6 separate regions of the Mus musculus genome follow, and all the other regions are linked to region 2. A link is a contact called in public ChIA-PET, Hi-C and HiChIP or PLAC-seq data. All regions are on one chromosome and are shown on one strand. Each heading gives the region's core, a stretch centred on a gene start, on an enhancer-like site or on the middle of the called end of the contact. The rest is flanking DNA. Distances are from core to core; before and after follow the strand shown.

Region 1 (3,521 bases), core at 604-3,103, 380 kb before region 2:
AGTGGCAGCTCACAAGGATCTGGGATCACAGGCGTGTGCCACTAGGTCTGGCCCATAATTAGAATTCTACAGACTTCCCATACTGACAAAAACCATCCTGTAGGTCCACCACCCTTGCACTGTGCTCTGTATCCCCGACCACTCCACCCCACCCCCAAATCAGGCCCAGTTTTCTCTAATGCTCGTGTGTAAAGAGGAGAGCACTAGATGAGAGAGGGAAGAAGGGTCAAAAGGAAACACGAAGCTTTAAAACCATGGGCTCCTGAGAATGTTCAGACAAGGCAACGACAGAAGCCTGGGAAAATACGAGTTCCAGAACTGTGACATGGCTTCAGGTTATTTCCATTATGTTAAACTCACAGCTCTGGATTCTCTGCATCAGAACTAAAGCTGTGTGTCTTACAGTATGTGGAAATCCTCCCGTGATTTGTTGTATTATACAACTATGGGACAGGTAAGAAATCACCCCCCTGTCCCAGTATTGACTAGCCTTGCCACCAGGCTACCACTACTCTGTGAACAGGGCCTGGTACCACACAGCTAACAACACCCCAATATGAGGCTGAGGCAGGAGGATCACAACTTCAAGCTACACAGAGAGTTGGAGGCCAGCCTGAACTACACAGTGGACCTGTCTTTAAAAAAAAAAAAAAATTATGTTTTAGCCGGGCTTAACCGGCATGGCAGTGCACACCTGCCAACGGCAGCACTAGGGAGTCTAAGAGAATCAAGGTCAGCCTCGACTGAGTCGTGGGTTTGGACTATCTAAGGCTGCAGGAGACCCCAGACTCCAGGATTCAGATTAAAACCAAAACAATACCGTTATTACACTGTGAAACCTTGGCAGTGTGGCCCACGCCTATATCTCTGAACTACGGAGTCTGAATCGGGAAGATCGGTGTTGAAGGTGGGTCTTGTCTACATAGGGAAATCCTAGCCAGTTAAGGCTGCATTAAACCCTCTTTTGGATACATTTTTGACAACCCAAAGTCAAGTCACAAATCTAAAACTGAACACACACACACACTCACACTCACTCTCTCACTCTCACTCTCTCTCTCTCTCTCTCTCTCTCTCTCTCTCTGTCACACACACACACACACACACACACACACACACACACACACACACACAGAGAAGTTGGAAAGATGGCTACGGGGTTAAGAATACCTGCTATTCCTGAGGACCAGAGTTAAGTTCTCAGCAACCCCATCATCAGGCAGCTACCAATGGAGTGTAACTCTGGGTCTAAGGACACAACGCCCTCTTCTGGAGTCGGTGGGTATTTGCGCTCACGTGCGCAGACAAGATAATACAAACACATCATGTAAATAATTTTCCAAAACAATCATTTTTTTTTCTAAAACTTGCAAAGGATGCTAGTAGGTCCACGCAGCCTTATTCAGCCGACCTATACAAGCCTTGACTGAGGGAGCAGGACTCCGCAGGCCTCGGGAGGATGGAACAGGACCGGGTCAGCTAATAGAGGAGTGAACGGAGCTGGGGTGGCTGGGAGAGCCTGCGCACCGATCCGCCCAGCACGCCGTGGGCCCCGGGTTCAGGGTCCCCGGTCCCGGCCCATGCGCCCGCGATTACGACCCCGTCTCCTACTCACCGCCCCGCAGACTGGCGGCTCGAGCCCGCGGACGCCCGCGGCCTGGCCCTGTTCACTCGCGGCGGCGCGCGGCGGGCCCCGGGCTGCCCCGCACCATCCTCTCCGCCGCTCCGGAGACAGCGAGCGGCTCCTCGGGGCCGAAGCGACGACCCGAAGCCAGGCCAGAGCGCGCCAACGGGACGCCGGCTCCGCGCGCTGCGAACGCCGGGCTTTCCGGGTGAAGGCAGAAAACCACGTCACCACTAACGCCGCCGTGACCTCTGACCCCGCCCGCGCGCGACGGCGGCGCGGAAGGGACAGAATTGCTCCGGGGCGAGCGGCGGGTGGGGTCGGGGTTAGGAGGAGAAGCAGACTGTCTTCGTTTTGCAAATGGGAAAAGCATACACGGAGCTGCCTGAAATTTATCACTCGCATTCGCGAACTGCCGTGAGCTTGCTCGGTTCCGTCCCGAAGTGCTTCTGCAGGTCTTGGTGTGTATGGCGTGAGATAGTAAAGAGGACACGATTTTCGTTTATTTTTGTTGGAATTTTTTGTTTTGACACAGGGGTCTCGTGGATGGCAAGAGCTGGCTTCCTGTTCTCTCTGGAGCCCAATGAGGAGCCAACTACCTTAGTCATGGTGTTTGAGCACACTAATACCACCCTCCTCTCTGTAGACGGGACTCTAGGATCCACTGGATGGGAATCTGTCGCGTTTCTGGACAACAGGACAATTCATTTCAAGCCATGTCTCAGTCCCCAAGGACCTAGCTGACCTTAGAAGCAGCAAAATATTATCCTTTTTAAATTCCTCTAACCACATTAATACTGACCTTTGTACATGATTATTGAAAACCCAGGAGATCAGTTACACTTATCCATTTGTCTGGTCTTGACTTTTTTTGTTGTTCTTTAAAGACACGGTTGCTGGGCAGTGGGAAGGTTGTCCTTTGATCCCAGCATTCAAGAGTCAGAGGCAGATAGATCTTTGCATTTGAGGCCAGCCTGGTCTGCAGAATGAGTTCCAGGAAGCTGGGGCTAAACAAAGCCTGTCTTGAAAAAAAAAAAAAAAACCAAACCAACCAACAAACAAAAGAGATAAGGTCTTTCAATCCATCCCTGGCTGACTTAAAACTCACTATGTGACCCAAGCTGGTCTCAAACTCAAAGATCCATAAGTGCTGGGATTAAAGGTGTGCCATGAGACATGAGAACATTTGTGAGAATTTTCTCCTTAGGTAAAGACTATGCGATGTTTATCCCCTTTTCCTAAGGTCTCGGTGACAAACCAAAGTTCCCCCTGGAATGCCAGTAAATGTATCTGGCTTACTTACAGAGCATAGGCAAGAGGTTACTGCCAGCAGGGTGAGTGACCTCAAAGCAACTACACTGGAAAGTCCTCACCCAGAATGGATGATGGCTTCCCATAGAATGTGTAAGTGGAACTCTGATGCTTGTCTCCTCCAGAACCTCAAAGCCAAATAGTTCCAGGGAAATCGTATAGAAGACATCTGCATGTGTATGTCTGTGTGTGCACAGCATGTGTGTGCTCTCATTCCAGACAATGAGCTACCACTGCTATGCTTTTGGTTTTGAATAAGTGCAAGGAGCAGGTAGAAAGGCAGAAATACACAGTAAAACGTGATCAAATCGATGTCTATGACATCAAGCAGAACTCAGATAAGGAAGGCCTTAAACCTAGGAGGCTGGAGAAGCTGCTGAGAGGTTTTTTTAGACAGAGTGTCTTCTGTACTCTTTACAAGGGCTGACTGACAACAGTTCTTGTTATTTTTATTTAGTGCTTATAATCTAGCAAATATTGAAGTGGACTGAATGAAAATGGACCCCATCGGCCCATATGCTTGAATGCTTGGTCCCTAGTTAGAGGAACTGTTTGGGAAGGATTTAGGAGGTGTGGCCTTGTTGAA
Region 2 (3,442 bases), core at 331-2,830:
CTCTCAAGAGATTAAAGGTGTATAAGCAACCAGACCCTGCTTTTCAGGGTCTTATATTTAACCCTCTTCTCATTCTGATACAATTCTACCCATCTCAAGAATAATCCCGAGAGGGCAAAAAAAACCGAGTGAGTAGGGAGATCTCAAATTAAAGGGGAATGAAATATCAAGCTGCAATATAAACTGTAGTTTGATTGTAATTTAACAAACTAACATTTTAAAAAATATTTTTAGGGTTGAGCAGTGGTGGCCCTTTAATCCCAGCACTTGGAAGGTAGAGGCAGGCATTTCTCTGAGTTTGAGCCCTGTCTGGTCTACAGAATGAGTCCAGGACAGCCAAGGATACACAGAGAAACTCTGTCTCTAAAAGCCAAAATTAAATTTTTTTTAAGGACCAGGTTAAATCTTCTGTCCTTTGCCAGTATCTGTACACTCACGGCACACAAACACATACATAAAAAGTGGACACCTCTAAGCCCCAGCATACAGAGGCAGAAACTGATGGATCTTTGTGATTTGAGGCCAGCCTGGTCTACATAGTGAGATTCTGTCACATAACAAACTACAATCTAAGACCATATTTTATGCCTTATAATCCCAATTCTAAAGAAGCTGTCGCTGGAGATCACAAGCTCAAGACAAGCTAGGGCTACACAGTCAAGACCTTTATACCAAAATAAATAAATAAATAATTAAATAAATAAATAACCCACCCTCACCCCCCCCCAAAAAAAAAAACCAAACCCCTAAACAAGGGGCCTCTGCGCCGTAGCTTAGCTGAGAGAGTGCTTGAATCTCTATGAATTTGAGGTTAGCCTGGTCTATGTTCCAGGCCAGACAAGGCGACATAGTTGAGCCTCTGCCTCAAGTATAAAATAAAATAGGATATTAGTATATAAGAGCTCCTGTTGCTCTCGAAGACGCTCCGTTTTCAGTCTCCAGCACCCAAGCAGTGGTTTATAACCATGTTTCTTCTGTTGTAGGGATCCAACCTGACCTCCGCCGGCACCAGACACCCTCGTGGTGCACCTATATACGAGGTTGCAAAACACTCATACACATAAAATATCCTAAGAAAAACTGAATCCAAAAGTAACTAGAGATAAAAGGTGCATTTAAACAACATTTTGAGTATCCGATTACTATGTATGTGACTTAAGCGTATCTTTAACTTTCAAAGCTTTCTACAAATAAAAGCTACGAGTCACACGAGTGCACCAGCTCAAGACATGGAAATGGAGAAAAGGAAAATCAGAATGCCTTACTCCCAACGCCCCAGACAGGGCTGAATACCAGAAGAGACCCTGCTTCAAAAAAAGAAAAAAAAAAAGAAAAAGTGCAGTTTCATGATGGCCAGCCCCAGCAAGTAGCCCGAGACCCTGCAAACCCCCTCCGAGGTTAGGGTAGCATCTAGAGCGCAGGATACAGTCACTTTCAGGTGTTCAAGGATAAGGGTGATATAGGCACAGAGCCACACACTGACCTAGCTGAAGCCTGGGGCAGGACAGGAGCCACAGCAGCAACACCGGAGGGAGCAAGGAACCCATGCTGGGGAACCAGAACTCAGAGCGCATGCGTCTGCTCGGGCGCTTCTTCGCGCCTGCGCACTCGCACTGACTCAGTGACCAATGGCAGGGCGCTCCTTGGGAGCTTGCCTGTCAGGCCCGCCCATGAATGAACACAGGCCCACACCCATCCTACTCTGATTTTATCTGACTGCTTTTGTGTGATGTTAACACCCTTGCAGGTCCAATGTGCTGCAGTCTCAGCTGGCTAGAAGTTGCCCACGGTGCTGGGCACTAACTGCCTGTCTGTGAGAACCAGTAGTACGTAGCTGAGCCAACTCTCCACCCAGATATTTTCCTCTATTCAGTTGAGCTGTTCACTCACTCACTGTGGAATACGGAGCCAGCCCCTCTCCCCAAGTATCACACATAAAATCAAGTACATGAAAACCAAAGAGATAAGCTGTTACAGGTATGATGCAAAACCAAGATAGAAAATAGCCTAAAAAATCTTGTTTCACCCAAACCCTTATTCTTCAACAACCGTCCTTTTGGCTGTTAAATGTGTAACTCTCTCAGCCTCTTGTGTTCCCATGTCTGGAAGTTGGGTGGCAGAGTTCTGACCTTCCAGCCTCCACGGAGTAACTTGGCTTTATTAGCTTTTCTGAAGCATTTTCAGTCATTTCAAGTGTGAATGATCCAGTAGCTTCACTCTTTAAGTATTTATTAGACATTATGAAACCCATAAATTACCCAGATGTGTTTTACACTGGCAAGGATCTTACATGTTTAACAGGGAGTTGGCTGGATAATTTCAAATACATCCACAACAAATTATTCTTTCGACCTGGGGTCTCCTGTAGCCTGAGTTGGCATAGAAATTCCGGACTATTTCCAAAGGGCTAGGCTTACAGGCATGTGTCACCATGCCTTATTTAGGAGAAAACCATTACAAACTTTCAAAGAACACTTACGGAACAAGGGTAGACAACATGCTTATCTTATGTAATTTTTGTATCGGTGTAGCTAAAACATCTTGTTCAGTGGGTTGAAAAAGAGCTGCTTTGAGTGTCTTCAGATACTCAAGGCAAAAATAAAATAAAATTTTACAGTATAATTTGAATAGGTGTCAAATGTCCCGTTTCTTTTCTCCAATCAGGAAGAGAAAATTTTTTTCCAAATCACTTGAAGCTTGGACAAAAATAACCATTCCCCCCAACATCCTGTAGTATCACAGGCAGGCCTCAACCCTTCAGAGAGGACATCCCAGCTCGCATGATCTCGTCGACCAGGAGAATGTTGGTGGCGATCACAGTACTGAAAAGGAGGAAGAGAGGACAGATGAGCTATCAACCCAAACTGCTGTGTCTGCCGCCCGCCCGCGAGCCGCCATGATCGTGTACACTCACCAGGAGTGTAGCAGCTGCTTCTTCACACAGTAGTTATCCCACACACCCATCTCTGCAGCCACCATCGGCTCACCTGCAAATAACCAAGAGCACCAAAGGCTTTTTTCATATATTTTATGAACCCTACCAATTCTAAAACAGAAAACATGGGCCAATTGAGACCATATTTTTTTTTCCTTTTCAAAAGATAAGAATTTTCTATACTACAGCGCAAGACAGCATCCAGGCTGCGGTCCTGTTGCCTCAGTTCTGAAAGGATCACAGGCTGCATCAGGTCAACCTCAGGGACTTTAAATACAAAGGAACAGTACTCTTCCATTAGTAACCAAGACTTCTCCAAACACTCTTAGCAATGCCTTACAGTCAGTGCTCACTGCTTAGCAGACTGCTGCACACTCTGCTCAGGACACACTGCTGTTGACGCACAACACATGCACTTTTGACTTCTCTCATTCCCAAATGTCTTCTATTAGGTTACTCACATAAGCTTTCTGCTTTTCCCACAGCACTGGTACCAAGATCCTCCTG
Region 3 (3,896 bases), core at 479-2,978, 320 kb before region 2:
AAAAATGTTCCCTGTAGCTTGTGGGCTAGCTAGTAGTAGTCTAGGTGAATCCAGCTCCAGGTTCACTAAGAGCCTGTCTCAATGAAAGTCAAGGCTAGTATGACACCAAGGAAAATAGCTAACATTTGCTAACCTCTGGCCTCCACATGCACACACTGTGAACACACATACCAAAAGAAAAGACAGGCAAGGCAGTGGTCCACACCCGCAATCTCACCACTTGAGAGGCCTAGGCAGGCGGAATGCTCCAAGTTCAGAGTCTTGCCTGATCGCCTGATCTACACAGCCAAAGCTGTATTGCGAGACCCTGTCCCCCAAAATAAACACACAAATCAAAATAAATAAATAATCCCCCCAAACAGTAACTCTCAGAGGCTGAATAGAAACTGGGACTGTAGCTCAGTTAAACAGCCCCTATCTAACATGTGTAAACCTTAAAGTCAGTCATCACCAAGTAACAAGCAAGCTTCTTCTCCCCCCAAAACAGTCTATGTAGCCTGGACTGTCCTGGAACTCACTCTGTAGACCAGGCCTGTTCAAACTCATAGAGATCTGTCTCTGCCTCCAGCATTCTGGTATTAAAGGTGTGAGCCACCGCCACCACCGCCCAGTAACAAGCTTGACAAGACCATTTTATTTTAGCCTCTTCTTTCTTTTAACTGCGACTCTGGTGGGCGGGAGGATCGAATATTACTCTGTAGTATAGGCTGGCCTCAAACTCACTACATAGCCCCGTTGACGTCAAAACTCCCAAGACTGTTGTTCCTGACTCAATTTCCAAATACTGGGATGTCAGAAGTGGGTGACTAATTGGGTCTTCCTTTGAAAAGTAATTCTAGGTTTGTAGGTTAAAAGACCCAACAGTTAACTTCCAGGAGGTGGCAGGGGGTGGGGGGACCATAGGGGCTCTTACCACAAAACTAGGTGACGCTGTAAAACTTATGCCAGTGTCACATCTAAACTCCACAGACAGACCGAGCCTACCACATCCAGCAACACATTTCCCAACCACAGAGGTTGGTCATCAGCTCTGAGACACAGCCAGCTGCCAATGACCTAGTCTCCAAGGCGCTTCCCTCTATGGAGCCAACTTCCGCGAAGGGATGGAAGGACATCCCCTTGGCTCTCCCTTCCAGACAGCTCGGAATCAGGGACTGCCTTTATTATTATTTTCCATAAAAGGGTCTTCCTCAGTGGCAGAGGGCTGACCTCAAAACTCGCGGCAATCCTCCTGCCTCAGCTTCAGGACTTCTCATTCAGAGACACCCATAACCTTGGCCTCTAGCACCTGGGACGAGTATTCAAAACCCCGCGCCACAGCAGCCGCACCAGCCCCGGGACCCACGCGGGCTCCGGATGGGACCCGCCCGGCTGCAACCACAACTCCGGACTCGGACAGGATCGGAGCGGCAGCCGACGACCGGGGAGCGTGTCCTCCCGGGAGCCCGAGTCCCGCCGAGCTGGGAAGAACTCGGCCGAGCTGGAGAGGCCGAGAGCAGCAGCAGAGCTCCGGCGGCCTGGCCCTATGCGCCCGCCCGCCCTCCCGGCTGAGAGGCGGAACGGAGCGGCCCCGGTCAGCGCGCGGCCGGACACCGCCGCCGCCGCCCCGCTCCGTGTGGGAACGCGCCTCCGGAGCCCCCGTCCCTCCGAACCTGCTCCGCGGCTCCGCCGGCGTCCGACCGCCGCTCCCAGCGCCCCTTCAGTCACTCGGCTCCCTGCCCCGCCCCTGCCCCCGCACGCCCCGCCCCCGGCACCGCGAGCACGCGCGCGGTGCGTACGCGTGGCGTCATTTCCGTGACGCTTCGGACTTCCGGGGACTGGCTGGCGGCTGGCCGGAAAAGATTGCAACGCTCCGGAGGCTGTCCACCCGAAGGGGCAGTCCCTGAGGGCAGGGGACACCGAGTGACCGTGAGGCCCTCGCTGACGTGTCTGTGACTCGCGAGAAGCCGCGGTTTCCCCTGTCATTCCTCATTCCGTCTACCAGCTTCTGCTTGCATTAGCCTGAGGGCGACAAGGAGCCCCGAGGACAGCCATACACGAAACGGGACATCAAAGTCTGGGACCAGGAGACATCTCCCAGCGCTTAGCGAATGCGGCCGCCAGAAGGAAATACAAACACACCTTTCCCCTAGTGAGCAGTTAGCAGGGAATAGATAGTCAGGAAAAAGATCGAGAGGGAAAAGTTTAGCACATGACTGCCTGTCTGTAAAGATAGATAACGCTCCCACTGGACAGTTGACATGCCACCTCACTAGCTTTTGTTATCTCCCTGGGCCAAGAACCGTCGGGGTGGAGGAGATGAAGTTATAGGATAGGGGAGGAGAGAATTCAGAATGAACCCTACAAATGAGCAACCCAGAGTCCGTGAGACTGGCTCTCAGCTCTGGAAAAAACAAAAAACAAAAACAAAACACTGTTCCCAGCAGAATTTTTTTTTTAACCCCTGTCTCAATAAATGCCTGTTTTCACCTTTTCTGACTCTGCTATTTTGTTTTTCACTCCTGGGCACTCGTCCATAGAAAGAACCTGGTCACCTGGGCAGATGGCCCACAGAAATGAACACTCCTGGCTTGCTCTTTTTAAGAGCAGGACTTGAAACTGATTCAATTTAGGAGAATCTTAAGGAAATTGGTCCAATAGCAACTAGGCTGTGATCCCAGCCTGGCTAGGTGGAGACAGGAAGTTCAGGAGTTCCCATCTCTAGTGTTCTTGGCCTGGGCAAATATAAGGAAGGTTGTGGGGTATAGCTTTATAATGAGAGCACATGATGATGCAGGAGTTGTGAGAATAAAAGGATCTTTCATGACCCAGCTGTGCTTGGCACAAGGCTGTAGGGTGCCAGACAGGGTCAGGTTGGCCTAGGGAAGTGGCTCCAAGTTGGATGTTTAAGGTCTATGAAGATTAAAGAAAGACACAGACAAATGAGGTGAAAGCGAGTTTTATGAAAGAGGATTACAAGTAAAGAGGGCCAGAGAGATGTTTCAGTGTGTAAAAGGTTTCCCATTCAGGCTTGACAACCTAAATCCAAATCCTGGAACTGACCTGACAAAAAAAAGAAGGAGGGGATGGAGAGATGACTCAGTGGTTAAGAACGGTGGTTGCTCTTTCAGAGGAGCTGGGTTCGATTCCCAGCACCCACATGGCAGCTCACAACTGTCTGCAACTCCAGTTGCAGAGGATCCAATACCCTCACACAGACACACATGCAGTCAAAATACCAATGTACGTAAAATAAATAAATGGTTTCAACAAAAAGTAGAAGGAGAGACCCAACTAACAAAGATGCCCACTCACCTCCATGTAAGTATCATGGCATCCACACACAATAATCATAATGTAAGGAAACATGAGGAAGCCTCTCCTGTACATTTACTACTGAAGGGGGGAAAGCTTTTGGCATCAGTGAAAGATAGCTGGACAGTCAGGTTGGTGCCAACTGCCCGGGAGCTTGCTTCATCAGGTTATCTCAAACCGGATTGCAGACATCTTTGTTTCTCATCCCTGGTGTTCTTGGCCTCGCTGCTTGAACTCTTAGCATTCATTTAAAACATAGATACATATTTTCACAGAAATATGTGTGAACTATGGGCAGTTCCACCCTGAGCCCTTTTCCTTTCCTACCTACAGAAGGCTAGCTCTTTCTTCTGGAGGACCTAGGTTCAATCATCAGAATTAAAAAAAAAAAAAATTGGGGTATAGCTGAGACCTAAAAATTAAATAAGTTAGTCAGTGGGTTTTTTTGGTTTTGTTTGTTTGTTTTTGGAGTTTGTTTGTTTGTTTTTGAGACAGGGTTTCTCTGAATAGCCCTGGCTGTCCTGGAACTCACTTTGTAGACCAGGCTCACCTCGAACTCAGAAATCCGCCTGCCTCTGCCTCCCGAGTGCTGGGATTAAAGA
Region 4 (3,759 bases), core at 375-2,874, 360 kb before region 2:
TCCTAGACTTGCCAATGTGCTATAGCAGGAATATTCAAATTCCTTCCCACTCATTACTTTGAAATACACCATGTGTCATGTGTCAACAACCATAGTTTTCCTGCTGTGCTTAAGGACATCAGAAAGGCTGGAGAGATGACCCAGAGGTGAGTTAGGAGGACCTGCTATACTTCCAGAGGACCAGGATTAAGTTCTAGCATCCACATCAGGAGACTCACAACAGCCTGGAGCTGCAGCTTCTGAGTTCCCCCACACTCTCTCTGACCTCCATGGGCATCTGCATGCATATACACATCCTGCCACGCAGACGCACACAGACACACACATACATACAAACATACATATACATACACACACACAAATACACACACCACACACACATAAACACCACACACATACATACACATACATACACACACACACATCACACACACACACACACACACACACATATACATGGGCATCTACACGCATATACACATACTGCCATGCAGACGCACACACACACACACAGCACTGGAGGTTTAACCTTGTACCTGGCTGGCCCTCTGTCTTGCTGCCCAGTACCTGGAGGCACTGTTTTGCAATCTGCTCCCACCATGTTGACTTTTTCAGCTTCTGTGTATAATGAGGACACATTGCTTCTAATTTTAGAACCAAGTCTGTGCTACTTCCTCCCAACTTCCTCAAGAAGTAAAGCCTGTTTGGATGAGTCTCTTCCTCTTGGCCATACCCTTCTGGTCTCTATAGTAACCAGACAGCTCAGACTACTATTTGGTTTAGAACAATTGAAGAGGGTGCTAGCAACTGGCTCAGTGGGCAGAGTGCCCCAGCCCAGTGTAAACCAGTGCTGTACACCCTGTGATTAAGCACTTGGAGGGAGAAGCAGGAAAATCAGGAGTTCAAGGCCAGCATAGGTTACATGAAACTTCGTCTCAAAAATAAATAAATACATACGAATGAAATGCTCAGCAAAATCTCTGTAAGGTACAGGAGGGCCCTCATATTCTGGGAAAGTGTGAGTGAAGATAAAGACACATTTCACACTATAATCTCTTCATCGAAACACAGAAAAAATACCTTCTCCATAAGTGTTAACACAAGGCAAACTGTAAGTTAATACAAAGTAACCAGTAGCAACTGTTTCTATTTTATTCATTTGTTTATTTAATTTTATGTGCATTGATGTTTTGCCTGCATATCTGTGTGAGGGTGTCAGAAGCCCTGGAATGGGAGTTACAGACTGTTGTGAGTAGCCATGTGGTTGCTGGGAATTGAACTCAGGACCTCTGGAAGAGCAGCCAGTGCTCTTAACCTCTGAGCCATCTCTCCAGCCTTTTGTTTTTTATTGTTGTTGTTTTGCTTGTTTGTTTTTTGAGTCAGGGTATCTCTATTATAGCCCAGTCTAGAACTCCTTCCCTATGTATACCAGGCTAGACTAGAACTTAAAAAAAAAAAAAAAAAAAAAAAAACACCCACCTCTGCCTTCCAAGTGCTGAGATTAAAGGTGGGAGCCAACATGCAAGGCAGAGGCAAATCTTCACAGAAAGGCTCTCCAGGAAACGAAACCAAAGCCATGAAACGACCAAAAGCTCCTCTATTACACTTGATCACTTCCTCAGGAGAGTGAGATCACAGAGTGCGGCTCACAAGAAAACTGGTGTCTTTGCTACACATGCACGAGCACCTCACGCATGCCTGGTGCCCTCAGAAGCAAGGTGTCAGGTCCACCATGCCAAGGGTGCTGAGAGCTGAGCCTGGATCCTCTTCAGCTCTCCAGCCCTAGAGTAATAGTGTTTTATAACCCGAACTAAGGGTCTAGAGAGCACTGGCTGTCCTTCACCGGCCAGGATAGTCCAGGCCAGCCTCTAACCCCCTGCTATCTGCTCATAAATGCGGAGATGAAAGCCATATGCCACCTTACCCAGCATATGATTTTTAGTTTTGAGACAGGCTCTCATTATTTTGTCCAATCAGTCTCAAACTTGTGGGCACAAGTAATCTTCCCCCTCAGCCTCCCAAGTGCTTAAAGTATATGCTCACATCTACACGCCCAACCTAATAGCACGCTTTAAACATGTTTCCATATAAACAGACTTGAAGAAAACAATTCTTCACCAAGCCATGAACCTCGTTAAATGAGATAACAGGGTTTTGAGATGATTGTCTCTCTGCATGTCCTCTGAGCTTTTTTTCTTCCTTTCCTTTTGAGATAAGATCTCCTGTGTAGCTCTGGCTGGCCTCCAACTCACAGAGAGGTCATCCACTTGCTTCTGTCTCCTGAGTGTACAGATTAAAAGCATGTGCCACAATGCCCAGGTTTCACCATACTTTAAAATTACTCCTGAAGGGCTAGAGTGATGACTCAGCAGTTAAAAGCACGGGCTGCTCTTCCACCCATTGGACCCAGGTTCAATTCCCAGCACCCATACAGCAGCTCACACCAGTTCAGAGGATCCAACGCCCTCTTCTGACCTCAGTGGGCCATGTAAGCACTAGGTACACAGACAGAAAAGAAAAGAAAAGAAAAGGAAAGGAAAGGAAAGGAAAGGAAAGGAAAGAAAAGAAAAGAAAAGAAAAGAAAAGAAAAGAAAAGAAAAGAAAAGGGCTTAGCAGTTAAGAGCACTGACTGCTCTTCCAGAGGTCCTGAGTTCAATTCTCAGCAACCACATGGTGGCTCACAACCATCCGTAATGGGATCCAGTGCCCTCTTCTGGTGTGTCTGAAGACAGTGACAGTGTACTCACATACATAAAATAAATAAATCTTAAAAAATAAATTACCCCCCATACCAACTTGAGAGAGAACGAGGTGGGGGGGGGGATGGAGTAAAAAAAGTGCAGAAAAGGCAAGCAAAATATCTATACACATAAAATAATAAAAATACTCTTTAAAATAAAATTACTCAAGACATGAGGCTATGTTCAAAGGTCAAAGGAAAGCTACAGAGAGTACACTACACAGGTGACCACACATACCATTGAACCCACAGTCAGTATTCTACCAAACTAAAGCTTAAGTCTCACAGTAAGATTACCTTTTCCAAGTTTTTTTGTTTGTTTGTTTGTGTTTGACACAGGGTTTCTATATGATGTGTGGTCCTGGATGGCCTCAAACTCAGGGGTCTGTCTCTGCCTCCCAAGTACTAAGATTAAAGGGTTTGCTACCACCCCTGGCTGTATCTTGTTTTATTTTTAGTTATGTGTACAAACGTGTGTGTATGTAGGGTATGCTCATAAGTGCAGAGCCAGCAGAGAGGTGAGTGTTGTGAAGCCTGTGTGTGTGTGTGTGTGTGTGTGTGTGTGTGTGTACATGAGTGCAGAGCCAGCAGAGAGGTGAGTGTTGTGAAGCCTCTGTGTGTGTATGTGTGTGTGTGTGTGTACATGAGTGCAGAGCCAGCAGACAGGTGAGTGTTGTGAAGCCTGTGTGTGTGTGTGTGTGTGTGTGTGTACATGAGTGCAGAGCCAGCAGACAAGTGAGTGTTGTGAAGCCTGTGTGTGTGTGTGTGTGTGTACATGAGTGCAGAGCCAGCAGACAGGTGAGTGTTGTGAAGCCTGTGTGTGTGTGTGTGTGTGTACATGAGTGCAGAGCCAGCAGACAGGTGAGTGTTGTGAAGCCTGTGTGTGTGTACATGAGTGCAGAGCCAGCAGAGAGGTGAGTGTTGTCAAACTTTTGGATCCCCAGAACAAGTAGAACCAGCTTCCTCCTGATTACTGAGCCATGTCTAGATAACCTTTTATAAGATTCTTTTATACAAGT
Region 5 (3,719 bases), core at 676-3,175, 410 kb before region 2:
AGTTGCTATACAAGCTGAGATCCACACAGGGGCTACACAGTGAGTCCCAAATTTTCCTGAGCTTACACTGTGAGTTCTGAGTTAACTTGGGATACATAAAACGGCCCTTTTAAAAGGAAAACAGAAATAAAAGGAAAGAAGAAAAAATAAGATACAGTAAAAACAAACAGTAACACATCAAGTGTAGCAACCTAAGGCCCTCGGTGGAGGGGGAATCTGTTGCCTTCTGCCCGCCCGAGACCCTGGCCAGCCCAGACTCACCCATCCTCCGCGGGGCCCGAGCTACGCAAGTCAACCGGCAAACGCAAAGAGAGAGGGACAGCGAACAGGAGGATTGAGTTTACAGGGACAGGGAAGCCATGCATGCAGTCGGCAGACCTGCCCGCGTTGGCTGCAGGGGACAGAGGCGGGCCCAGAAGGAAAAAAAAAAAAAAAAAAAGGAGCTAGCGGAAGCTCTAACTTCCTCTCTGATAGGCTCAAATAGAAAAGAGGCGGGACCAGAGAGAAGCCATCACTTCTAAACCTGGGAAAGATGCTAGAGCACTTCCTGTACTTCTCGGATTGGCTCAGAGTGGAAAGGGGCGGGCCTGTGGGAAACGCGGTCCAGAGCGGGAGATGCAAAAGCAAGCGAGCTTCCTGCTCCACTGTTATTTCTCGCTTCGGCTCAGAAGGGGAAAGGGCAGGACAGAGGGCAGTACTATCAAGAAATAAATGACAACCTGGCATGCTGCTGACTGACCATTAATCCTAGCACTCCAGAGGCACAGGCAGACGGATCTCTGGGAGTTCCTAGTTAATGGACAGCTTGTTCCGCCGCGTAGTGAGCTCCAGGACTACGTATGCCAGGGCTATAAAGAGACCTTGCCTCAATCAATCAGTCAATAAATGGAAAAAAGGAATTCAGCTTGATGACACAGACCTGTATTTCAGCGCTCTTGAGGCTGAAACAAAATGATCACGAGATTCAGGATAGCTACTATTTGGAGAAAGAGTCTCACTGTGTAGCTCTGGATGGCCTGTAACTCGCCTATATAAAACAAAATGGCTTCGAATTTACAACGCAATTAGCCTGCCTCTGACTCCCATGTGCATAGGTGACTAAGCCAAGAGAGTTTTTATTTACTTCTTTTAAAAGTTATAGCCGGGCGTGGTGGCGCACGATTTTAATCCCAGCACTCGAGAGGCAGAGGCAGGCGGATTTCTGAGTTCGAGGCCAGCCTGGTCTACAGAGTGAGTCCCAGAACAGCCAGGGCTACACAGAGAAACCCTGTCTCAAAAAAAAAAAAAAAAAGATATATATATGTGTGTGTGTATATATGTGTGTACATATACACACATATATGTGTGTATATATATCACTGACTGCTCTTCCAAAGGTCCTGAGTTCAATTCCCAGGACCACATGGTAGCTCACAACCATCTGTAATAGGATCTGATGCCCTCTTCTGGTGCGTTTGAAGACAGCTACCGTGTATTCATATACATAAAATAAATAAATAAATCTTTTAAAAAGTAAATCTTAAAAAAAAAAAAATAGGGCTGGCGAGATGGCTCAGTGGTTAAGAGCGCCGACTGCTCTTCCTAAGGTCCCGAGTTCAAATCCCAACAACCACATGGTGGCTCACAACCATCCGTAACGAAATCTGATGCCTTTTCTGGAGTATCTGAGGACAGCTACAGTGTACTTACATATAATAAATAAATCAAAAAAAATTTTTTTTTAAATTTAAAATGAGCGCAGCCTCTGAACTCTGCAGAACTATTCAACCAAAATATCATGTTTCCACCCAGATAATAAACATTACTCACCCATAATAGGTAGGCGTAACTGGCGCCTGTAAATGACGTCATCACAGAACGACCCGCCTTCCTTTGAGGGTGGAACTAGAGGGCGTAAAAAGTCACGGCGCGCAGGCGTGGTTGCTTTCTTATCGGCTGCCTGGCTAGTGCGCCACTTGACGCATGTGCAGTAGGGCAATCGGGCGTGCGGTAGCTTCTTCCCTGGTAGGTTCCGGAAGAGCCGCGCACTCCTTGGGCGTTAAGGGTTCGCGCGCCGCAGGGTCGTTTCAGCCGAGCACTTGGCGTCCCCTCGAGCTCGAGATCTGTGAACAGCCACCATGTCGATCTTCACCCCCACCAACCAGATCCGACTGACCAATGTGGCCGTGGTGCGGATGAAGCGGGGAGGGAAGCGCTTCGAAATCGCCTGCTATAAAAACAAGGTCGTCGGCTGGCGGAGTGGCGTGTGAGTAATCCTGTGCCCAGAGTTCGGCGGCCTGGCCTCCCTAACCCCGGCTCCTGCGACCCATCGGTACCTTTCAGGCCTGGTTTACCCGATTCGGATTGGGTTCTGCTTTGGGATTTTGTTAGTATCATAAAAACTGCCAACTACAAACGCCATCAGAGCCGGGTGGGACCGATGGTTTAGGCCTGTAATCCCAGCGCCCAGGAAACTGAGGCAGGAGGATTGCTGCGATTTCCAGGCCAGCCTGGAACGTGTGTGTGTGTGTATGTGTATGTGTGTGTGAGAGAGACCGTGACCGACCCTGTACTAATAAAACAAAGCTGCGGTCAAGAGGACCCGAAATTGCAGTAGCCTCTTGGATTAAATGTTTAAATCCGGCCGGGCGGTGGTGGCGCACATCTTTAATCCCAGCACTTGGGAGGCAGAGGCAGGCGGATTTCTGAGTTCAGGGCCAGCCTGGTCTACCGAGTGAGTTCCAGGACAGACAGGACTACAAAGAGAAACCCTGTCTCGAAAAAAAACCAAACCAAAACAAAAAAAGACAGGAATCCAACATTCCAAATGCTATCTCCAAGAAGAGAAACATTATGGTCATTTTCCAGGGATAACAATCGGGAAGCTAATCTTACACCTACAAATCCTGAAATTAAAACGTCACACCTCAGAATCCCCAGTTTCCCAAAGTGCGTAGTAGTGTCTTCGCTACTGCCATCTAGGGACAGATATTCCAGGACAGAAGAAACACCACTCCCCACCACACCCTGAGTTTCCTTACATAAAACAATGATGTAGTTTTTCCCTCTGTGGTGAAGTGGGAGAATCCAGATACTGTCCTTCGCAGGTAGCCACCAGAGAGAGAGTGTGGTGTGTGTGTGTGTGAGATTTCTCTTTTTTTTTTTCTTTAGGGTTTTTGTTTTGTTTTTTTTTGTTTTGTTTGGTTTTTTTTTTTTTTTTTTTTGAGACTGGCCTCAAACTCCCAATTTCCCTGCCTCTGCCTCCTAAATGGTGAGTTACAGATGTGCACATCACACCCAGCTTGCAGCACTTGCCATTTCTCTTGTTGCTATCTTGTGTTTAAATGTGAGTGGATTTTCTACTATCCAGTGGATTCACATAGGACTTTCTCTCCTGCCCTTTCAAGGGAAAAAGACCTTGATGAAGTTCTGCAGACCCATTCAGTGTTTGTAAATGTTTCCAAAGGTCAGGTTGCCAAGAAGGAAGACCTCATCAGTGCATTTGGGACAGACGACCAGACTGAAATCTGCAAGCAGGTAGGTCCTGCCAGGTGCAATGTAACAAAATCTCACGATGGTAGGCAACATCTGGACCACTGTGTTTACTGTTTTTCTTGATGAGTTTTTGTTGTTTTAGCATTTGTTGGGTCCCTCCCACCTCCAGTTTATATTGTTGGGCAATTTGGGGAGGTCTGTATGGTATTTGTCTGTTGCTATTTTTTTGAGACAGAATCTCACTC
Region 6 (3,625 bases), core at 416-2,915, 300 kb before region 2:
AGACCAAGCTGGCCTGGAACTCACATTTATCTGCTGCCTCTGCCTTTGGAATTGGAGGTGTGTACCACCAAGCCCAAAAATTCAACTCTTACTCTCACGGTGCAAAATGCCTTTCACATTTCTGCAGAAATGCTAAGCCCACTTTAGGTATACGCTAAGACTCAGATGTCACTTAGGTGTAATGCTTTGCACTTCTGGAGTTCTTTCTAAAAGGCAGCACCCACTAATGTACTTCTTTGCTCCATATGCGAAACAAAAAAAGTCAGGGAAAAGAGTCCTAGAACTCACAGGGAGGGATGTGACTCACAGGAGGCCGGGACTGGACAGCTGGCCTACAGTCTGTGGGATTGTGTGTCCTGTCACTCAAACCACAACTTCTGCCCAATGACAGTGCACAAAAAAAAGTGTCACCGCCGTGTTGGCCCTTTTCCCTGACTGCAGAGTTATGTCTAGAATTTTGCTTATGTTCACAAGTTTCCCACGATGCTGGCAATTCGGGGATTCTAACCCTACCACAATACTGTCAGCTGCCGGAGAGCCTCACTCAAGCCAGCCCCCTCAGATTGTCGAGTCTCCACATCTGTATCCATCTTCCTATCCATCTCTACATCTGTATTCATCTTCCTATCCATCTCCAGGGTCAGTTCAGGTGCAAAGTGTCACACACAGGAAGGGCTACTAACGAAGCCACTCCATAGCACAATACAGCAACTGATAAATGAAGCCCCTAATCCCTCCATCATCTCTGCTCTGAGTTCAACTCACCATTGCCCTCCTATTTCCCGAATTTATCTCCTGCATGTCCTTGCTCTCGCTGCTTTCTTGACCCCAAATCCTCTACCGTTCACTCTTGTCCATCTAGCAAATAAAATTACCCCATGTGGTAATGGAGATTGTTCACTGCATAACGGCACCTGGATGAGAATTGGTCCACTCAGGTGTGTCCTTTTCTTAAATCATACCAAGGCACCAGATAGGTTAACTGCAGGTAGTTTCTAATGCCACTCCCCCGGCAGCTGGAGGATACACCTGGATAACCCAGGTCCTCCTTTGGATTGTATGGAACATGCTATGTGTTGAGTCCTCGTCTAGTTGATAAAGGTGACATGAAATACAGGAATGGAACTGACATCTGGTAGTACGGGAAGAAGGGACTTGGAGTGCAGGTGACTCGGGGCAGGGAGGATACACCTAGTGTAGGAGTGGCATCAGGGGTGGATAGCTCCTTGGGAGGCTCTCCGCCCAAGGTCAGCTCTGCAAGCACCAGTCTCTCCCTCGCTTCCCATCAGCCCTCCCTTCCCCCATCGCTCGATCCAGGTACCTCCTGGGGCAGCAGGGGCAGCCCGTGCCCCGCTTGCGTGGCCGTAGGAGTGGCCGGCTCCAGGAAGTCGTCTTCGGCTTCGGAGCTGGACATGGCACCGTCCGAGTGACGGCTGTCTGGCTCCCGCCCGGTGACTACCACCATCCCTCTGGCTCTGGGCGGTGGGCGCGGCTTCGGGTAGGCGGGTGGGCGGAGGCCTGAAGAACTAAAGCCAAGCAGTGCCTGACATGACGAGATGGGCCGCCGGCGGGCGCTAGACGCCGAGGACCTGCAAGCAGTTAGGATGTCCTGTGCTGCCCTCCAACAGTCTAACGACCAACGCGCCTACAGTTAGTCGCTGGTCTGACCTGGCTGCCTCCAGCCATTGGCCGAATCTTCGCTGGCTCCGCCCTGATTGTCAGGAGGTTCGCCCAATCACAGAACAAACAATTCGGCCTTAAGCCGTAGTGGCTACAGGCCTACCCAATTCTGATTGGCTCTTGGCTGACAAGCGCGAGCGACGCCTGTCTGCTCCAGGGTTTGGCCGAGGGGAGGTGATCGCCCACTGACGACCTCGATCAGCAACCACCGCGTGGACCCTGCGCTGCAAATCGGAACCAGGCGCTTCTTGCTATTGGCCGAGGTTTCATGAACTCCTGCTATGATTGGCAAGAGCATTGTCCAATTATAGGGTAAACACGTCTGGTTGGGTTTGTTCCATTCTGATTGGCTATCTAACTAACGGGAGCGCTACCTCCCTTGGTCCAGGCCACTTATCTAGGGAAGCGGCTCTCTGCGCATAGCAACCACAGCGCAGGTAGCATCTCTGGCCTCACCCGGTCGCCTCCTACTACTGGCAGTGTCCGATTAGCTCCGCTATGACGGTTAAAGGTCTGATCCAACCATCGAGGTCTCAAACTAGAGTGACAACTGACAACGGCTTGCCGATCAGTCCCATTCTTATAGGCCACCTAAAGGGCACGCGTTCTGCACTTCCGACGTTCAACGACAGCGCTGGTCCCCCGGCGCGGTTCCCGAAAGGACAGACCACCCAATTGCTCCTGCTATTGGCTGTGTCCTCGCTGGCCTCCGCCCCTGATTGGCAGGAAGCCCGCTCATAGGGGCAGCACCGTGGTCCTGCTTTCATTGGCTTTCTGACTAGCAGGCGCGAAGCTCCAGGCCACTCCACTTTATCATCCCGGTCCATGTGTCCTGGGAAAGGGCCCAGGACTGGCTGGTTTGTCTCCATAGCAGCGGGCCAGTGAAAAAAGGCCTAAGCAGGCTGTCCTTGAGGATGTGTTGTGGAGGGCTGAGGGCACCTGCTGTGTAATAGAAATTGAGCACTGCAACACCAATGGCTGGCAAGGACATGGCTGCTGTGCTAGCGCTTTTTCCGTGGACTCACACAGGAAGGAAAACCTTGGTTGCAAATACCTTTAATTGCAGCGACTTGAGAGGTTAGAAGGATTTCTGAGAATTCAACTCTTGTCTCTAGTATAATAAATAATAATAATAAATAATAACGGAACTGAGTATGGTGACTCACGCTGCAATATCAGTACTTGGAAGTCAAGGCCAGCTTCAGCTTCATAACATTGTGAGTCCAAATTGGGTTACATGAGACTGCTAAAAACAAACGCTAAAAATGAAAAAAATTAAATAACCACAGATGAGAAAAGAGAAAACCCCACTCCCAAACAGGGCTCCTCTTCTCCATCTGACCTGCCCACACATGCGTACGCGCAAAGCTGTGGCTTTATCAGATGCCTCCTATTTGTTTAAATTAGCCATTCAAAAATAAGTGGATGGAGAGTACACCACCAAAAGGCTCAAGCCCTCCTTTTGAACTGGATTTCTGAATATCTTCTCCCCTGGCAGGGAATCTGTGTTTTGCTGTATGTGACTTCAATAAAGCTTGGCTGACTGCCGAGTCCTCGCCTTTCCTGCTTGGTCATTCTTTCAACTGGACAGAGAAAAAGAAGCCATACCCGCAATTCTAGATGACCCTCTCCATGATAACGTCATCACCTCTGCACCAGGACACAGACAGAAACAGGCACTCCCAGAAGGCTCTTCCCAGCTAGTCAGATGACCCATTTGATGCAGCACGTCTCAGTCACGCATCGACTGTGTGACCTCTGTTGGGGGAGGTTCCTTCAGAAGAAGCCCCGCATCTTTCCACAGCTCCAATAGGCTTTTGTTACCTGTCCCAATAAACCACTTAAAAGAGAAAATCAGAGATTTAATCAACATGGCCCACACTGCGAAGAGGAAATGGTCATGCCAATTATCAGATGAACTTTAGGCTTAAGTAGATGACAGATT

What was found. A called contact is a pair of places that touch in the nucleus more often than the background predicts. ChIA-PET counts read pairs in DNA pulled down with a chosen protein or histone mark. HiChIP or PLAC-seq counts read pairs in DNA pulled down with a chosen protein or histone mark.
Region 1: a contact with region 2 is called in an RNA polymerase II ChIA-PET map of memory CD8 T cells, with 45 read pairs. The contact joins the promoter of Tmem248 here to the promoter of Sumf2 in region 2. A contact is called at or near these places in 7 of 39 promoter capture datasets (the C10 cell line, cranial neural crest, hematopoietic stem and progenitor cells and 3 more), 5 of 115 datasets of contacts at active chromatin or transcription factors (the 230-238 cell line, bone marrow-derived macrophages, effector CD8 T cells and 2 more) and 3 of 9 other capture datasets (adipose tissue, embryonic stem cells and liver).
Region 3: a contact with region 2 is called in a Hi-C map of pre-B cells, with 3 times the contacts expected there. The contact joins the promoter of Rabgef1 here to the promoter of Sumf2 in region 2. A contact is called at or near these places in 7 of 39 promoter capture datasets (the C10 cell line, cranial neural crest, hippocampal neurons and 2 more), 1 of 484 Hi-C or Micro-C datasets (pre-B cells), 2 of 115 datasets of contacts at active chromatin or transcription factors (effector CD8 T cells and memory CD8 T cells) and 4 of 9 other capture datasets (adipose tissue, liver, macrophages and 1 more).
Region 4: an H3K4me3 HiChIP or PLAC-seq map of bone marrow-derived macrophages shows a contact between it and region 2, with 3 times the contacts expected there. The contact joins the enhancer-like site here to the promoter of Sumf2 in region 2. A contact is called at or near these places in 6 of 39 promoter capture datasets (the C10 cell line, cranial neural crest, liver and 1 more), 3 of 115 datasets of contacts at active chromatin or transcription factors (bone marrow-derived macrophages, effector CD8 T cells and memory CD8 T cells) and 2 of 9 other capture datasets (liver and pancreatic islet).
Region 5: a contact with region 2 is called in an RNA polymerase II ChIA-PET map of memory CD8 T cells, with 74 read pairs. The contact joins the promoter of Sbds here to the promoter of Sumf2 in region 2. A contact is called at or near these places in 8 of 39 promoter capture datasets (the 3T3-L1 cell line, the C10 cell line, the HPC-7 cell line and 4 more), 1 of 484 Hi-C or Micro-C datasets (pre-B cells), 5 of 115 datasets of contacts at active chromatin or transcription factors (the 230-238 cell line, effector CD8 T cells, large pre-B cells and 2 more) and 3 of 9 other capture datasets (adipose tissue, liver and macrophages).
Region 6: a contact with region 2 is called in an H3K27ac HiChIP or PLAC-seq map of microglia, with 7 times the contacts expected there. The contact joins the promoter of Kctd7 here to the promoter of Sumf2 in region 2. A contact is called at or near these places in 3 of 39 promoter capture datasets (the C10 cell line, cranial neural crest and erythroid cells), 2 of 115 datasets of contacts at active chromatin or transcription factors (astrocytes and microglia) and 1 of 9 other capture datasets (adipose tissue).

Annotation. Positions count from the first base shown.
Region 1 is chr5:130,220,667-130,224,187 of GRCm38.p6, reverse strand. It overlaps Tmem248 (transmembrane protein 248), which reads right to left and starts at 1,853. Exons shown (of 7, transcript NM_027854.1): 1 at 1,616-1,853. It overlaps Gm6598 (a long non-coding RNA gene), which reads left to right and starts at 322. Exons shown (of 2, transcript XR_377119.4): 1 at 322-454; 2 at 2,160-2,470.
Region 2 is chr5:129,845,128-129,848,569 of GRCm38.p6, reverse strand. It overlaps Sumf2 (sulfatase modifying factor 2), which reads right to left and starts at 1,580. Exons shown (of 9, transcript NM_026445.2): 1 at 1,484-1,580. The coding sequence starts at 1,574. It overlaps Cct6a (chaperonin containing Tcp1, subunit 6a (zeta)), which reads right to left. Exons shown (of 13, transcript NM_009838.2): 12 at 2,915-2,987; 13 at 2,127-2,822. The coding sequence ends at 2,750.
Region 3 is chr5:130,169,651-130,173,546 of GRCm38.p6, reverse strand. It overlaps Rabgef1 (RAB guanine nucleotide exchange factor (GEF) 1), which reads right to left and starts at 1,728. Exons shown (of 9, transcript NM_001199059.1): 1 at 1,653-1,728.
Region 4 is chr5:130,202,621-130,206,379 of GRCm38.p6, reverse strand. The region is part of intron 4 of Rabgef1 (RAB guanine nucleotide exchange factor (GEF) 1); the gene reads right to left. Among named protein-coding and RNA genes, the nearest start is that of Tmem248, 18 kb to the left of the region's middle. Within about 2 kb of position 1,624, at least 58 of the 459 cell types and tissues checked have an H3K27ac peak or open chromatin away from gene starts, as enhancers often do. A contact at or near this core is called in bone marrow-derived macrophages, effector CD8 T cells, liver and 1 more, where this site is marked.
Region 5 is chr5:130,253,736-130,257,454 of GRCm38.p6, reverse strand. Sbds (SBDS ribosome maturation factor) reads left to right here and starts at 1,925. Exons shown (of 5, transcript NM_023248.2): 1 at 1,925-2,245; 2 at 3,387-3,516. The coding sequence starts at 2,118. It overlaps Tyw1 (tRNA-yW synthesizing protein 1 homolog (S. cerevisiae)), which reads right to left and starts at 418. Exons shown (of 16, transcript NM_001015876.2): 1 at 262-418. The coding sequence starts at 265.
Region 6 is chr5:130,142,923-130,146,547 of GRCm38.p6, reverse strand. It overlaps Kctd7 (potassium channel tetramerisation domain containing 7), which reads right to left and starts at 1,665. Exons shown (of 4, transcript NM_172509.4): 1 at 1,322-1,665. The coding sequence starts at 1,465.